2 separate regions of the Hordeum vulgare genome follow, and region 1 is linked to region 2. A link is a contact called in public Hi-C data. All regions are on one chromosome and are shown on one strand. The core of a region is the stretch at or near the end of the contact, and the rest is flanking DNA. Distances in the headings are between cores, read along the strand shown.

Region 1 (5,981 bases), core at 1,871-4,370, 220 kb after region 2:
AGAGAAAATACAATAAGATACCGTGCACGTCGTGAAAATAAAATGATGCCTCTTATGGAAGCAAAATCATGTCGAGAAACACAACCGTGCCTTTCGTGAAAGCAAAATCGTGTCTCTCGTAAAAAAAAGAAAACATATTTTTTCGTTTCCGAAAGGCATGGCAGTGTCTCTCGCGAAAGTAAAACCGTGCATGTCGTAAAAAACAAAAATGTGTTTTTTTATTCTGGGCCGTGCCTCTCACGAAGGCAAAACTGTGATTCTCGCGAAAGCAAAATCGTGTCTCTCGCAAAAAAACTGAAAAAACAGTTTTTTACGTAATTGTTTTTAAAAGTATTTTTCCATCAAAAGCTAAGAAAGAAAAAAAAATCAAAAACACCACAAAAATGAAAAAAAACATCTAAAATGCCGAAAGCGTATGCGAAAAATAAAAAAATAAATCAGAAGGAAATGCTCAGCGGATGACACGTGGCGGCGGCTGAGAATGCGCCAAGTGGTAATGCATGGAAGTGTTTGCTGGAAGGGAGCTCCTATGAAGTGCTGCATGCGTCCGTTAACGATCCGACCTGTGCATCGTCGATGGCATGGGCCAGCGCACTAGCGTGTTGTGTAGTATTTTCTTTGATATGTTTCTTTTCCTGTTGATTTAGTAGAAAAAATCGTTCAGATTTTCTATTTATTAAAAAAATAAAAATATAAAATCAAAAAAGGTTTACAGATTTAAAGAAAAAGGTTCGTCCATTTGATTTTTTTTCATATCTTTCAAAAAGGTTCATCAATTCTGAAAAAAGTTCACCAATTTAAAACAAAGTTCATCGCAATTGAAAATAAAGTTCATCCGATTTGGAAAAAGTTCACTAAGTCTTTAAAAAGTTCATAGAAGTTGAAAAAAGTTCATACAAATTCATAAATGTTCGTGTATTTTAAAAAAAGTTCATTGAACTAAAATAAAGTTCATAAATATTTAAAAAGTTCATCGGTTTTGATAAAAAATCACCCGCTTTCAAAAAAATATTCATAAAATTTCAAAAAAGTTCATCGATATTTAAAAAAGTTCATAGACGTTTAATATTTTAGAAAAGGTTCATTGATTTTCAGAGAAAATTTCATCAATCTTAAAATATATTCGTTGAAATTTAAGAAAAGTTCATCAATATTTAAAAAGTTCATAAAATTTTCAAAAAAAATCATCAGTTGGGGCCTAGATGGGTCGGCCCATTAACGAATGCCACAAACGTGAGTTAACAAAAATGCACGTTAAATGATGTTTGTGGCGTTGAATAGGAAATATCTTGCTGGAAGGTTTTTGAATGAGTGATTGCTAACTAGTTGCTCTCCCTTTTTAATGGTCCTATATAAGATCCATTTGATCTTCTCTTTGGACTATTTGGGCCTATTATTGTCCAACGAGGTAAATATTTTTCTTGGCCGACTCAGTGGACTGAGAAAGAACAACCTAGGCATGTTCGCGCTGAAACTAATACTGCTACTCCATGAGAAAAAAGAGAAGTGTCATAGCACAATTCTATGAATTGGAGTGCATATATAGTATACCAAAATTGCAGACTTCACTACTCAAGCATAGGGTTCATACTTCACTACTCAACAAATAAAAGTTTCATCCAACTCAAAAAGAGCTCCATCTAAAATTAGAAACGGGGAGTTGTAGTTAATCTAAGTGGGAAAGAGATCGTGAGATCGCATCTCACGGAGGCGCCCGGCGGCGTCAGAGTGTTCGGTGCCCATCACATCTAGCCATCATGCTCCCACCCCTCCCGCTCCCGTGTGGCGCCGTCTCGCCGCATCGGAGCTCCCCTGCCCCCTTTCTCCGGTCCTCTCCAACGCCATCTCCTTTATCTCGCCGCCTTCGGGAGCTCACACGCAAATCTTGTTCGCCGGAGCGGTTGCGGCAATGTTTTTTCTCGGCCAGATCCGATCATGGGGGCAGCGATCCTTGCCTACCGAATATAGGGAATGACGCGGGGCGGCGACGGCCAGTTTCGGCATGCAGGCGGCGGAGTATGGCAACGGGTCATGCGACGACGACATGGGGTGCCCGATCTGATCGCAGATGGGCTTCAGCGGGCCGCACAAGTTGTTGACGCGTACCGTTCCGTCAACGACATGGTGCCACTAGGCTCGACGTGCAACACGAGGATGTCAAGGGCTTTGGTCCTGGGCATGGCGGTGGTGGCCACCTCTTTTGTCGGAGGTGGTCGGCCTGAGGCTGGGTAGTCGGATCTCAAGATCCGTCATCTAGTCGCGGCCGCGAGTTGGGAAGACATAGTTGCCGGTTAAAACCGAGTCATTGGCGGACGATGATGGCGTTCTGCGTCTGTACCTTGTTAAAGGCATCGTCGTGTAACTGTTGTCGACCCACTCATGCCGCTTCGGGGAAACTCTAAGATTTGGTCTTCCACATCGAACGATGTCGGTAATGATGTGTCGTTTCTCTCTTGAAAACATCGTTTGTGGAGCAGCGCTGGAAGACAAAGGCAGGAGGTGGAGCGGCTTCATCTTGCACGGAGCTTCGATGAAGCTGTCAAGTCATGTGTGGCCGACAGGTACTACGCCGAGTAATGCCTCGTTGGCAGATGCTACGCCGACATATCTTCGTGAGTCTTCGCGTTTGGATGGGCAAGCGCAGGCGGTGGCGCCGTTCGACGCTATGGTGATATCGACGGATGTCCGGACTGGCAAGGATGATGCGGATCTCTCTCGTGAAGATAAGTTAGTGGTGTCATGGTGAAGCTTTTAAAATGTGTGCATGTGGTTTGCGTTTTAGATCTGCTACACCGAGTGTTGCCTCGATACATTATATGGATAAATTGACGATAACATCAATTTTAGATATGAAGAGTACGAACACTTTACATTATCGAGTTTGTATTATGAATAATGGCTTCGGATTGATGTATCTTCTTTCAGATTTTTATGAAATAATTAATGCAGGGGCTTTAACCTCCTTTAAAAAATCTAAAATTAGAAACAAATTTCACAGCTGGACGAGTCAGAGACATTGATGTCGATCGTATCCTGCGGCCCCGCCCAAGGATGATCCAGGTAACCATACTGACAGCCTCAGGTAGCCAGCCCAAAACCAAAGCCTAACTAACACTCCTCCACTCGCATTCACTCGTCATGAATCATGTAATTACTCCTGGCGTAACTGAAGCGCAACCTGCCAAGCATTACTACTGCGGTCAGCAACGCAACGCAAGCGTAGGTCATGACTCGGTCGTGACACACAGCGGTCAGCAACGCAAGCGTAGGTCATGACTCGGTCGTGACACACAGCGGTCAGCAACGCATTACATCGCAATTATGGTCGTATCAATAGCTGCTCCAGAAACCAGCCATCAACAAGGAATTGAAGAACTTCACAGACTCACAGTATAACCATGACGTCTGGCAACATTGAAGAAAGGGAAAAGAATGCAAGGTTGTAATTTCTTAACCGTAACAGTTTCTACCCATGCCAATAATTTAGCACTCTTTGTTGCTACTATGGAGGCCAGAAGCACAAGAAGATTTTACTCGTTGGTGTGAATTAGGCAGTCTATGGATTTCAGAGTTAGCATCATACATAATAACCTTCAGGTATCCTGTTTTTCACTTCCAGAGTTTCAGTATGTCAGTCCATATTCAGAAAAGTGTTCGCTAGCATATTTTTGTCATCGCTTGGGAGACCGGAGAAGCGTCAAACTGTGCATAGAACTCTACGGCAACAGTTCTTTTCTTTTTTGCCAGATATTCGGGTAGGTGAGTGTTGAAGTGGTGCCTTGAATTCGCAAGAGGTAAATGCTAGCACTACTGCTAGTCTGAAGATGCTCCACGAAGTTGCAGCACCACCCTGCTACCAGGTTCATAACTGTTGCAGAATCTTTGGACAAAATTTCTGCAGCCCGAACTGCGGTAACATGAGAGCATGGTTAACAGCACATCCGGCTGCTGGCTATAACCATTGCCACGTCACATAAAGGCTTTGTTTTTTTGTCAATTCTATAAGAATCTTCAGAACCAAGTCAACCAACCCTTTACCCAACATTTTCCAAAATCTTGTATCCCTATATTATTTACAATCCTTATTACATCCTAACTAGATAGAATTGTCAAAAAAATATGGATTCAAGATTTTGAAAAAAGCTGGGCGGATGGTCGATTCTTGGAGAAACGGCCAAACGAACTGGACCAAAGTCTTCATCCATACAATAGGCTAGCTTTTAGGGGGTGTTTGTTTCCAGGGACTTTTTGGTGTAGGGACTAAAAAAAGTCCCTTTTAGTCCCATGTGAAACAAACAGGAGGGACTTTTAGGGACTAAAAGGGGTATTTGGGACTAAAGAAGAAGTCCCTATGGAAGGGTCTTTTTGGGACTTTTTGACACTTTTTTCAACATTACACCTACTTTTAGCATGTCATTTAATAACTTATAGTATATTACTAGGGGTAACATGGTCTTTTTGCATGTCATTTAATGACATTTAGTCCCTGTTTAGTCCATGGAAAACAAACGAGTAGGGACTAGGGACTTTTTAGTTGGGACTAAAAATAGTCCTAAAACTTCTAAAACAAACAGGGCCTTAGATTGGCTACAAAACTGATTGTAATAAATACTGTGCATGTCACCTATTGTGATCCAACATAAATTACATCTTTGTAGCCATCTCATTTCTCAATCAACATACAAATATGACATTCAGCTAAATTAGTAAGCAACATCAAACAAATGTACACTAACACCATGACAATACACTTAAACATTACTTAAGTCTGCATAGGGAAGCATTACAAACATAAAAAATAACACCTCCAGCAACAAGCCGATTATTTCGACCTGTACAAGAATAATCAACAAACTGATGGCACATAGCAGCATGGCATGATACTTAAACATTACTCGAGTCTTCATAAGAAAGCGTAAACCAAACATAGGTAACATCTCTCGTAAACCATCCATTTATTTTGATCTTGATGGCCACTGCAACAATCACCATATCATAGCATTGTCCTGGAATAAAATACACGTAAGATATCATGTTGATCCTCAATGTTACTTGAAGAAAAAATGAATAGTAACATGCAAATATCAATATCCTGCCGTGACTAATTGTGATGATTATTTCGAGACCTACTCCAAATATGCTCAACCAAATCATTTTTAAGTTGGGTATGTTGTGGACGAGCACGAATAGTAGTAGCTTTTCTACGTAGTACATCAGCAAAACAAAGATTACCACCAACATTCACTTCAAGAGGTAGAGCAAATGAAGCCCCCGGAATCTCATTCAAGTCAATATGAACGTTAACTTGATCTCTCTCATCTTCGACTATCATATTGTGAAGAATCATACATGCTCACATGATCCTTCCAACACTCTTTATGTGCTATGGCCGTGCAGACCGGTGAACAATGGTAAAACGGGACTGCAATACTCCAAAAACACCCTCCACATCTCTCCTTGCCCCTTCTTGGTGCTTGGAAAATAACTTATGTTTATCTGTTTGGGGAAGTGGTATGGTCTTCATGAAGGCAGTCCACTCTGGGTATATAACATCAGCAAGGTAGTAACCCGTGCTATACTCATTTCTATTGACTGAAAACCGACGGGCGAACAAACTGAGGAAGCGACGGCGGGACGAGCTGAGGCGCCGGAGCACGCGTCCTTTTGGACTGCTCACCCATCTCGTTGATGCGGCACAGGTGGCTATTCTAGGCTTCGGGAGTGATGGCGATTTGGGAAAGATGGAGGCTTTACAACTTGGATTTGGGCGCAGAAAGTGATTTAGAGCAAGTCAAGGATGGATTTCGCGCGCAGAGGGGGAAGGAGAAGCACGCGAGATGCATGGGATCGAAAGCGGCGGTGCTAGCGCTCGCATCGGGCTGCAAGCAGGCTGCACGTTCTCGCATTATGTGTCTTAGCCCGGCTATTCACGAAGAGCCCGCCCCTTCTCTCTCCTTTGTTTTTTTTCTCCAGCTCAGGTT
Region 2 (5,785 bases), core at 1,735-4,234:
ACTGACCAATGATATCATAATAAAATGTTAAAATTTGTAACTAATAAGTTAGACCCAAAACTGGTTTAGGGAACCCTTAAGGGTACACTGACTAGTAGCAAGTGCAAATGTCTAATTTCCCAAAAAAATAAGTGCAACTGTCCAATAGCTTGTATTCGACAACCTGGTTCGTTAGAAATTTCAGATGCGTTGCAATGTCTAATTGATACTAGATTGCTATGAGTCTATCAAAGGCAATTCAATTCTGGGATATAAATCAGAAACACGGGCTATGGTCTCAAAAAGCACCACTTGTTCTTTCAAACATTCCTAGGTAAGGGGGCAATATCTTCTCGATATACACTAAATTAATGCCTACTGGGTCGGCCAAGAATCAAATCTAATAGGCTCACTAAAATCCATTTCATAATTGTGCATAGGGGATAGAGCATCCTCATTAAGAGTAAGCGGTACAGATTAAGTACAATAAAACATGTTTATGCATCCGAGGCCTTGGTCAGAATTCAAGTGACCAACTTGCAAACAATACTATAATTTTGGGTAATTAAGTGAAACGATCGAAACAGGCTTTCGCCCCGCTTTATTATATATAAAGAAAACCACCACGTCCATACATCATGCCCAAGTGCAGGAAATAAAATAAAATTTCTGCTCGGGCAACAGTGAAAACATGCACAAAAAGGAAAAGGCGATACAAGGCTCCATGGAGCCGACGGTAATTTAAGTGAAATGCATGTAAATCTTCTGAAAGGAATGGAACAATGAAGGAACATGGAAGTTGTATGATCTGTATTCACTTGAATAGGCAATAAGGGCATTATTCACAAAACAAAACAAAGAAAGACAATAAGGGCATCTCCAGCGCAGGTCAACCAAATGCCCGCAAATGTCCGCACCGGACCGTCCGGACACTTTTAGCCATCCAATACGGATCACCAAAACTGGCCGGACTGGTCCGAACATTCAAAATCCCACAGACCGGCCCAAAATCGGGGGGGAGCTCTAGGGGATTCCAGACGTCCGCCACATCGGACTCCAACGCTTCGGTCCCACCCCAAAAACACTATCTGGCCACTCTAGAACCCTCCGCGCATTCCAACCGGCTGCACCGGCCTCCCGCCTACCTGCATTCATGGCTGCCCGCCGCCCGAGAAACCTACCCTGGCTTTAAAGCCTGCCGGCCTCCTCCGCAAACCCTATCCACACCCACTCCTCCCCTCTCCCAACGCCGCTGCACACCACACATCCATCCTTCTACGCGTGGGCAAGAAGATGATTAAGGAGGAGAAGAAGTGCAGCCGGGCGTGGTGGCTGCACGGCGGCTGCCACTCCGACCAGCATGGCATTTGGACGGCGGAAAAATAATTGGGGAAAATTGGAACAGTTAAAATGGGTAAAGTGAGACGTCTAGAATGGTACTCCCTCCGTCCGGTAATAAGTGTATTTTTTCCTTTTCTGTCAGTCAAACTAGTTAAACTTTGACTATTTATTGAAAAAGGTGCTAGCATTTATGACATAAAATTAGTATCAATAGATTTATCTTTATATGAAGTTTCCAAATATATAATTTTCATGCCATATATGTTGCTAGTATTTTTTATAAAGTTGGTCAAATTTTAAAAAGTTTGACTAAGTACAAATCTATATGTACACTTATTTGTGGACGGAGGGAGTAGTTACCAATTGCTAAGTCAGGCATGAAGGGTGTTACCAACTCGCAGCAATAATAATGTATTGTTTTCCTGCATGCCAATAATTATTTACTTGCAAAGACACATGGATTTAGATGGTACATGAACATGTTCCCTTTTAAGCATAGGTACAAACTAAACCCTGTTTGGTTTCAGCCCTTAGTAACAACTATATACAAAGAAGAAAATCATATAAAAAATAATAATCTCCGGGACCTCTAGTTTGGAGCATTGATTTCTGATCAAACACCCTGCATAGAAATTACTGATCATGCAGCTCGGCGCCTTTTCGTACGATACCAATCTGAAACTGTACCAGAACTTACAACCATTTCGTCGAGACAAAAGAAATAAGCATAGAACCGTGAATCCTAATGCTGCAGCTTAAGAGGGTTAAAAGTCTATTGCAAGCACAAGGCAGGATCGTGGTGCCATCATCCGCATAACAGCCAACATATAACACGTGGAAACAAAACAAAAAACGCATGTAACCCAATGGAAAAGCAAAAGTGAGTCAGCTATTGAAGTTGGCACTATCATTAACATGAACTTTCGTCTAGATACACAAATAAAGAACTAATATCATGCTTAACGAGTAAACAAGTTACGGGGGGGGGGGGGGGGGGGGGGAACTAAAGGTGGCATCACGATGGTAGCACAGGATAGTATGGTATCCAAGTAGTGCATCCGACTTCACATCGATTCGCGTCAATACTGAAAGTTAACTCGAAGGGAATGGAGGAAGAAGAAGGAACGGCTCACCAGTACTGGCACCAGAAGCGGAGCATGTGCGCGTCGTTGGGGCGCGCCTCGACCGTCTTGAAGCACTCGAACGCCGGCATCGCGTACCCGAACAGCAGCCTGCGTCGGCGTCGGAGAAAAAATCAGGAGACAGGAGAAAGAGAAACCGCCACGAGCGGACGAGCCCGTTCGCCCAGCCCAGCGCAGCGGCGAACAGCCATCCTCCTACGCAAGGAACGGAGACTCACAGCAGGGTCTTGGACAGGAGGCCCCCCAACATCTCGCCGGCCGCCGACCAGCCGGATCAGAAATGCAGGCGCGGAGGCAGAGTCGTGCGCGCGTGGACGCTCCGCGGCGTGGTGATCGATCCCCGCTGCACCGCGTGGGATGCAAATTGCGGTCGCTGGTGCTCCTTGAGGGGCACGAGCGGGGGTTTGGGGAGGAGCACAATACCGGAGAAGGCGGGCGGGAGGGGGGCGAGGAAGAAGGTGTTGCGGGAGATGGAGAAGACGACTCGCGACTGGAGGAAGTAGGAAGTTGCCGAGTCGGACGGACGTTGTTTGTTGACTGCGGAGGGGGGTGGAGGCCACCGCCCCGCTCGGGCCCGGTATCTTCCGTCACGTTTGCCGCTTTGCGGTGGATGATCCGGTGGGGGCCACACGCAGATGCTGCGGGAGGTGGTCGCGTGTGGGTAAGACGATGAGTATTGCTGCGGAATTTATTTCGTTTCTGCCTTGGACCTTGGCTTCCGTGCCTCACATGCTTCCATGGACGGATAGACTCGTCAAAACTCTCTCGTCAACTTGTTGCGTGCTTTTGATGAGGTAGCATCTACAACCGGGCGAAAATATTCGGTGCACCGGAATTTGTGATGCTATCGGTACCAAACTCACATTGTGCAAATAAAATGTTTTAAAAAATAGCACACTCACAATATTACTGTAGGTTGCTATAAAATCTCAAGGAAAATTCGAAACATAACTCAAAAACAAAAATGACAAATTCAACGCCAGATAATACATCACATAATTTAGGCTTTTAAATTTGATCCATTATCAAACTAATGTTAAATTTATCATTTTTATATTTTAAAAATATTTTCCTCTCAAGAAAAAATATCTTGAAAATATTTTAAATTTTTATACGAAATTTTATACATTGATGTTGCATTGACGTGCTAGATTTTTTTTAGATTTTTTAAAACACTCTAAGGCATCAGCTACACCGGTAGCATCATAAGCGTGGGTGCACCGGATATATATCCCTACAATTGAAACTCATATTACCCACTGTGAAGGTGATAACATAGATTAGTAATATATGTATGTTACTAGTTTAAGTTACTTCCTACTATGACTAGCCTTAGAGCAACTCTAATTGGATGATCTATTTCGTCCGCCGCCGTCCGTTTGGATCCGCGCGGACAAAAATGATGGGCCAACGCGCCAACCCATTTTCAAATCGCGTCCGCGCTGATCCATTTCCGACCCAAATTTGGGACTGAAATGCGTCGGCACGGACGCGCGCGCCCTTTCAGTGTCCGTCCCAACCACCGCGCTCAACATTATTTATGACGGCCGCCATCCTCGGGTCCACACGTCAGCAACTGTTGTCGGCTTTTTTAATCCCCGCGTGCGGTGGGTTCCGTCATATGCTTCCACAACCCGCCCGTCCCCATCTCGCCACCTCCTCGGCGAGCAAACCCTAGCACCATGGCCGGCGGCTTCCCAAACAAGGGCAAGGCCCCGCTCTATCCCCACGCCATCTCCTCGTCGGCCTCGTCAGCGTGTGAGCGTCCCGGTGCACCAAGCACGGTGGCACTGAGAGCACCACGTGCCGCTGCCTTACCCCGACGTCACCCTGCCGCACGGCTGGCATCTGGATCCGGAGAGGATCTCGTTGCCGGCCGTGCCGCGGTCGGCGCGGGTGCACGTGGAGGAGGTGAGCCACCGTCGGCGTCTGCTGACGACGGAGCAGCGGCGACACCCTGCATACGCGCCCGACTCCCCCAACTGGGAGCTCTAGTTCGCTGGACACGAGGAGCAGCGCCGTCGTGGCGTGCACGACGTGTAGCCAGGAGGCCCTCCATCGCCCCCGCCTGTCGTCAGTGATGAGGACCAGGAGGTTGAGGCTGCCTACCAGATGGCGCTGCCAGCTGTTCTTTGCGACAGCGAGGAGGAAGTGCGGCGCAGGGCCGACAAGGAGGCGGCGTACCAGCAGCAGCCCACGGCGGCTATCGCGCTGTCGGCTGCCGGCAATTGCGTCATGCCACCTCCGCCGAAGCCCGAGCCCACAGAGCCGCAGCCGCGGGAGGTCTACCAGTGGACGGGCATCGTCAGCGGGTTTGTCAGTGCGTCGCCCATCTGGCTGGGTGCGACACGCAGTAGGAGCAAGCCTACCTCGAGCACTGGAGGACGCAGCACCTGCGGGCGGAGCGCGTCGAAGGCCTTCGGCTGATGGAGTTGGAGAAGGAGGCGGAGGAGGAACGACGGGAGTTGGAGGAGGAGGAGCGTGCCCGTGCTATTGTGCTGCCACACGCCACCAGCACAGCCCACACCGGCGGGACATACAACGGAGGCGCATGCACTTGCGCTCTGGAACACGACGTTCCCCTGGGCCAGCCCTGCACCTACGTTGGTCGACCTCACCGGCTCTGACGACGACGACGCCGTTGCCTAGGGGTGCCTCGTAGTTTTAGGTTTTTTATGTTTATTTAGTGTAATGCGGACGTGTGGACTCTCGCCGGCCTTCCTGGCCGGCTTTTAATGTTTAATTTTGCACTTTTATATTTTTTTCGCACGCGAGCAAAAATGGATCGGGCCAGCATTGGGCGCATGCGCCGACCCATTTGTGAAAGCGGACGTTCGTGTCCTCCTGGCCAAACCAAACGGACAAAAAGCGAACAAAATTGCCGTCCGTATGAGTCGGCCCATTGAAGTTGCCCTTAGATGGATGGCTGGGAAGCTTGTCCGCGGACAGCAGAACTGACATGTCATCCAATCAGAGTCATTAAATAATATAGGGACGAGACTTACTTGGGGCTTCTCATTTTCTCTCTTCCTTTCTATATCCTTTCATTGGTCTTGAGAGTCATTGTAGCATTCCCACCTCCTCTCCCCTCCTCCTCCGGCGGCCTCGCTGGATGGAGTGGGGATGAGAGAGGAGGGCAATCCATTCCTATCTATTGCATATGTAGTATAGTATCTTGGCTTAGTTTTGCCTTGAAGACGACCGGATATATCTCATGGACTAGCGCTATGTTGTGGAGGACCTCTACTCAGGCGCATGCGAGCGGCATCGAGGGTTCGTCTTATCCCCTTTCTAGACGGTATTCATGAATGAGAGCGGCTAGA

Evidence for each region. A called contact is a pair of places that touch in the nucleus more often than the background predicts.
Region 1: a Hi-C map of leaf shows a contact between it and region 2, with 3 times the contacts expected there. The contact joins the enhancer-like site here to the promoter of LOC123397659 in region 2. A contact is called at or near these places in 3 of 6 Hi-C or Micro-C datasets (leaf and seedling) and 1 of 1 datasets of contacts at active chromatin or transcription factors (embryo).

What each region holds. Positions count from the first base shown.
Region 1 is chr5H:268,994,156-269,000,136 of MorexV3_pseudomolecules_assembly, forward strand. No RefSeq gene overlaps it. Among protein-coding and RNA genes, the nearest start is that of LOC123397659, 220 kb to the left of the region's middle. Within about 2 kb of position 3,121, at least 1 of the 3 cell types and tissues checked has open chromatin away from gene starts, as enhancers often do. A contact at or near this core is called in leaf, where this site is marked.
Region 2 is chr5H:268,776,859-268,782,643 of MorexV3_pseudomolecules_assembly, forward strand. LOC123397659 (putative HVA22-like protein g) reads right to left here and starts at 2,985. Exons shown (of 6, transcript XM_045092195.1): 1 at 2,681-2,985; 2 at 2,454-2,552. The coding sequence starts at 2,712.